Linked DNA regions of Pan troglodytes: region 2 is linked to region 1. A link is a contact called in public HiChIP or PLAC-seq data. All regions are on one chromosome and are shown on one strand. Each heading gives the region's core, a stretch centred on a gene start, on an enhancer-like site or on the middle of the called end of the contact. The rest is flanking DNA. Distances are from core to core; before and after follow the strand shown. Region 1 holds the start of SNRPA1 (small nuclear ribonucleoprotein polypeptide A'). Region 2 holds the start of PCSK6 (proprotein convertase subtilisin/kexin type 6).

Region 1 (2,700 bases), core at 35-2,534:
CAGCGGAGGCGGATCACTTGAGGTCAGGAATTCGAGACCAGCCTGACCAACATGATGAAACCCCGTCTCTACTAAAAATACAAAAATCAGTCAGGCGCGGTGGCTCACGCCTGTAATCCCAACTACTCGGGAGGCTTGAGACACAGGAATCACCTGAACCGGGGAGGCGGCGGTTGCAGTGAGCCGAGATCACGCCACTGCGCTCCAGCTGGGGCGAAAGAGCGAGACTCCATCTCAACACAACACAACACAAAACACTGGGATTTCCCAAAGGTCAGCAAGAAATCTGAGCAGATCCCGCAGCGATGCTGCTCCGAGGCCATAGGTCCCCATGGGAACAAATCTCAGGCTACGACAGCATGGTCTTATCCTCAGAGAAGTTGCTCTATCACGTCCTTTTTAAAGCCATCTCCTGAAATACCAACTAGCTAGCCGCCCTCCCAGTAACTTACCAAGTCTTGCTAAGGTTGAAATAGTACAGGAATCTGAATGATTGCGAGCGCTTCCACAACTTACACACAGCACCCGGCGGTGCAAGCCTGGGTGACACAGTTCCATTTTTAAAACGTCTTCATATAGGGGAAACGCCAGACAGTTAAAGCTACTAAGTAGAAAATACTGGAGGAAACAATCGCGGTTGTTCGGGGACTTAGTTTCCTCCTTCACATTAGGAATAATGAACACATATCCTATCTACGCTCAAAATATCATCTGGCGGCAAGTATTAAGAACCAATCCCTCGCCCTGCACTTGCGTTACAACCATTAATGAGCCGCTCTTCCGGGCCCCCAGAGCCAGCGGCGAGACAGCCAAGCAAGGCCTAACAGGGCCCCACGAGTATGCACCAGGAAGTAATGAAGTCACCCGTGCCTGTCAAGAGGCACGGCGCTAACACAAGGCTCCCAAGAGCTTAACGGGATGCTCATTTGGCAACAACGGCAAGAATCAGGCCCGGCGTTCCCTGCGCAGCCCGGTCGGGGCCCAGACAACCGGCCCGCGGGCCAAGCTCCGGCCTTCGGTGCACGCGGCAAAGCGCGGAAAATAAGGCGGCTCGGTGCCGCCTGGGGACTGGCCGCCCACGCCCCCGGACTCACCCCGGAGGTCCAGCTCCCGGTCGCGCACCGCGTTGGTGTACTGCGCCGCCTGCTCGATCAGCTCCGCCGTCAGCTTGACCATCCTGCAGCCTCCCGTTCCCCCGCGCTGTGGAAAGTCCGTGGCCTCCCGCCAGCGAGACGTCCCAGCGTGCCCCGCGCCCCGCCGCCAGGCAGCACCAATCGCAGCCGCCGAGTGCGCGCGCAGCTCGACCGCCAGGCCGAAGCAATCGAAGAGCCACGCCTCCGGGGGCGTTCTTGCCGGAAGTCGTGGCGCGCGCACAGGGGATGTGTCTAGTTTGGGGTTGTTTCCTAGGGTGTGTTCGGAGTCTGGAGGACCCCTGATTCCAGACGTTGGTGTTTAAAAGTTAAGGCGAATGTGGAAACACCCGAGGGGAACTTTCTCATGCATTAGCGCACCTCGAGGTGGGAGGGGAAGCTGTGACTGTCCTCCCTCCACCAGCCGTCGCGGGAACCCGTGGGGTTCAGTGAAGGGTCCAGGAGTTCAGGTGCCCGTCCCGGGCCTGGGCCTTGGTTCCGGGCTACACTGTGAGATCCCGGGCTAGGTGGCCCGCCCGGGGCAGGTCGCCGGGACAACCCCACCGCCCCGCAAGTCCAGCCCGGCCTCGGGCACGGTAGGGTTTGCGGTTAAGCTTGTGACCTTTAGACTTCTGAATATTCATATGTATGAAATGTGATACACATAAAAGTGTGCATATCAGGAACTTACAGAGTGATTAATGACTAGAGTGAACACAGCTGCGTAGCCGACACCGGGATCCAAAACACCACTATTCTGAAAGCCTCCCTCTTTCCCAAAAGGCAACCGCGAACTCAACACTACAAATTCGGTTTGCTCGCTTTTGCTATAAATAGAATCATGCAGTATGCTTTTTTTGGCCTAGTTTCATGGAGTCTATATTATGTCTGGAGTCCATCCAGGTTGCATACAGAGATGGTTTGTTTGCTTTCGCTGCTGAAGAGAATTCCATTGTAGGTATTACACCATAAATTACTTATTCTCCTGTTGATAGACATCAAAGTTGTTTTCAGTTAGGGCTATTCTGAGTAATGCTGCTATGAATTTTCTGGTACGTGGATCTGATGCACATTTGCATGAGTTTGTCCTGGAGTGGAACTGCTGGGACATAGGGTATGGTATCTATCATCAATAAGTAATGCCCAACAGTTATGCTAAGAGGCTGAAATAATATACACACTCCAGCGGTGTGTAAGGGTTTTCATGGCTTCCAGCTTCAGCCTTGTTGGCATTTTTAACTCTATAACTTCAGCTATTCTGATGGGTGTGTGGTGGTATTGCACTACTGCTTTGCTTTGCTTTTCTCTAATAACTAATGAAGCTGAGAACCTTCTCATGTGTATGGTGCCCATTCTGATAGCTTCCTTTGTTAAGTGTTCTTTCGAGTCCCTGGCTCATTTTTTTTTCCTTATGGAGTTGTCTGCCTTTTTTCTTATTGATTTGTGGAATTTCTTTATATATTAGGGATATGAACACACTCTGTGGCTTGCCTTTTCACTCTTAATGGTGTTGATGATTAGATTTTTTTTTTTTTTTTTTTAGACAGAGTCTCACTCTGTCACCTAGGCT
Region 2 (2,700 bases), core at 171-2,670, 210 kb after region 1:
CCTGGTGTGACCTCAAAATAATGGCCTCTCCAGGAGGCATAAACATGGATCAACCCCAACTCACCGCCCCTCAGCCCGGTAGCTGGTTGAGAGAGGAAAAAGGGACCCACCGGGAGGCCCTTTGAGGGTAATGCCGCCTTCGTGCCCAGGGCGTGGCCTCCTTGCTCACTGACAGAAGAGGTGACAGCCAAGGGGTGCGGGGCTGGGAGGGCTCCTCGCTGGCCCCGTGGGGGCCGGTGAGGGTCAGGCCCCGGTCCAGGCTCTGTGGCAACGCAGCATTAGATCTTTCCGACAACCCAACAGTGTAGACATTGCCACTGACTGCCAAGGAGCTTGTCAGGGAAGCGACTTGCCAAAGGTCACACCGCTCCGCCATCAGAACCGCGGCAGAAGCCCACACACAAAGCGCCCTCCCTCCGCTCCTGGAGAGGTTTTAAACCCAGGACCCCCGGCCCTGCGCTGTCCCAAAGCCTCTCCGACGGTGGCCGGGCTCCAGGGTGCAGGCTCCCGGCCATCTACCCCCGGGAGCGGCGGACACCGAGGGAGCGCGAGTCCCCGAGACGCCGGGCCACGCTCGTGTCACCCAAGCAGCGGCCGGCCGCCTTGGCGCGCGCACAGGGTCCGGAGCTCGCGCCGCCCGTCGAGGGCAGAGGGGCGGCTCCCCCGCGGGGGGGAGCTGGGTGGGCGCCCAGGACCCAGCGGCGGACGGCGCGCGACGCCTGAGGCAGCCCAGACTCCCCCGGAGCCCGGCAGGTGTCCGCGCCGCCCCGGCTTCTGAGGCCACACTTCCGAGCGCGGGGCTGGGCGGCACTGCCAGGGGACTTGCGGTCGGCGCGCCGGACCTGCGTGGGGGCCCACGCGGGACCCCAGTCCCCCCCGCCCCCCCCGCCGAGTGTCCCGCGCGCGCCCTCCCGGGCGACCCCCGCCCCCCCCTCGCAGGGCGCCCCGGCCGCCCGCCGTCCCCAAGCGGTCCCGGAGCCTTCCCACGCGCGGCGCGGGGCCGGGCGGACAGGACTGCGGAGGCGCCCCCCTCGCGCGCGCCGGAGGCCGCCGGGAAAGTTTTCGGCGCGCGGGGCCGGCCGCACTCACCTGGCCCAAGTTGAGGTAGCCGTGCGCCGCCGCCACGCGGTCCGCCTCGGCCGGGCCGCCCAGCACTTGCACCGCCCAGTGGTTGGTGTAGACGGGGCGCGGCGGGGGCGCGGAGCAGGCGGCAGGCAGCGCCAGCAGCAGCAGCCAGCGCCAGGGACGCGGCGCGAGCGGCCGGAACCCGGGCCCGCCGGCGCCCCCCGCGCCCCCCGCGCCCCCCACGCCCCCCGCGCCCGCGGCGGTGTTGGTGGCGGCGGCGGCCCGGGGCCCGGGCGCAGGCGGCGCGCGCGGAGGCATAGCGGCGACAGGCTCGCGCGGCGCCCGAGCTGCGAGTGCGCCGGGGGGTGGAGTGCCGCCTTTTAAAGCCGCTCCGCGCCGGGGAAGCGCCGCCGCCGCCGCCACCGCCGCGGGCGGGAGCCAGGGAGGAGGAGGCGGCCGCGGCGCGTTCCCGCCCGCGCGGCCCCCGGCGGCGCCCCCGGGCCCGCGCTCCTGAGGCCGGGCTCCGGGGCCGAGAACCGTCCGGGAGGCCCGAAACGCCCCCCACCGGGGGAACTTCTGCGCCGACTTCTGGGGCTCTCGGGACGCGGTACCGCCCCAGAGGCGGCCTCGGCCCCGCGAGTTCTGCTGGGAGCGGGGAGGCCCCGGCGTCTCAGGTGAGTCCCCGGTTCCCTAGACCGGCCGCACTCCCGGAGGCCGCACTCACCTGGCGGGGGCCTCAGACGCCTGGCGGCCTCGCCCGCCTCCCTAGACGGAGGGCTCGCCCGTGTGCGGGGTCCCAGGGAGAAGAAGCTGCCGGGAAGACAGTGGATCGCCCCGGACCAAGCCTGGCTGAAGGGACACGTTGAACGGGGCAAAGGCATGTGGCGCATTAGCCGGGCTCACGAGCGTGTCCCCGAGAAACCACCGCACAGAGCCCATCGCGGAGGCCACAGCCCATGCTAGGAGGCAGGCTGTGCAGGTGAACCCCCAGGCCGTCCGCTTAGCATCGCTGTGATCTTGGGCAAATGACTGTGGTGGCTGAGGGCAGGCGCCCCACCTGCAAAATGGGGGGAACAGTGGTATCTACCCCGTCGGGCTGATTTGAGGATGAGGTCAGCTTTTGCTGTACAATAAGCTGTCCATAAACGTCCGTTTTTATGAGCCCAGGGCCTGCCGTGTGGTAGGTGTTCACTAGACGATGTACACTCTTGAAAGCACCCACTGAGCTGCGACCAGCAGTAGGAAAGTCAGCTGAATCATCCTCACCCCTGCTGCCTGGAGCAGCCTGGTATCCAGTGGATAATGATTTGAAGCACCCTGGAGATGTATGGAAATGTTCACACCATAACCAAGGAATTATGAAGGGTGAGGATCGCTGCTAGATCTCTTCCGTCATCCCTCCCAGGACCCATTGGTCCTACTGGCCCACTTCCAGAGAGCAAGCCATCAACCTGCTTAATATAGGAAGTAAAACAAAAAGGTGGAGAAGGCCTTGAGGTGGGAAGGAAGCTGCTTCTCTGATGGTCAGTTCCAGGAGCGGTCTCTTGTTGAGCGTGCAGGATTCACGTGGAGTCTGTGGCTTGGCAGCTGGAGGTGAGAGGCTGGGGCGAGAGGGGATGGGCTGAGGACAGGATC

Evidence for each region. HiChIP or PLAC-seq counts read pairs in DNA pulled down with a chosen protein or histone mark.
Region 2: a contact with region 1 is called in an H3K4me3 HiChIP or PLAC-seq map of stem cell-derived excitatory neurons, with 2.7 times the contacts expected there. The contact joins the promoter of PCSK6 here to the promoter of SNRPA1 in region 1. A contact is called at or near these places in 3 of 7 Hi-C or Micro-C datasets (blood, induced pluripotent stem cells and stem cell-derived neural progenitor cells), 1 of 1 datasets of contacts at active chromatin or transcription factors (stem cell-derived excitatory neurons) and 1 of 1 other capture datasets (stem cell-derived neural stem cells).

Annotation. Positions count from the first base shown.
Region 1 is chr16:93,166,300-93,168,999 of NHGRI_mPanTro3-v2.0_pri, forward strand. SNRPA1 (small nuclear ribonucleoprotein polypeptide A') reads right to left here and starts at 1,285. Exons shown (of 9, transcript XM_510625.8): 1 at 1,095-1,285. The coding sequence starts at 1,176.
Region 2 is chr16:93,373,060-93,375,759 of NHGRI_mPanTro3-v2.0_pri, forward strand. PCSK6 (proprotein convertase subtilisin/kexin type 6) reads right to left here and starts at 1,421. Exons shown (of 20, transcript XM_054667239.1): 1 at 1,090-1,421. The coding sequence starts at 1,383.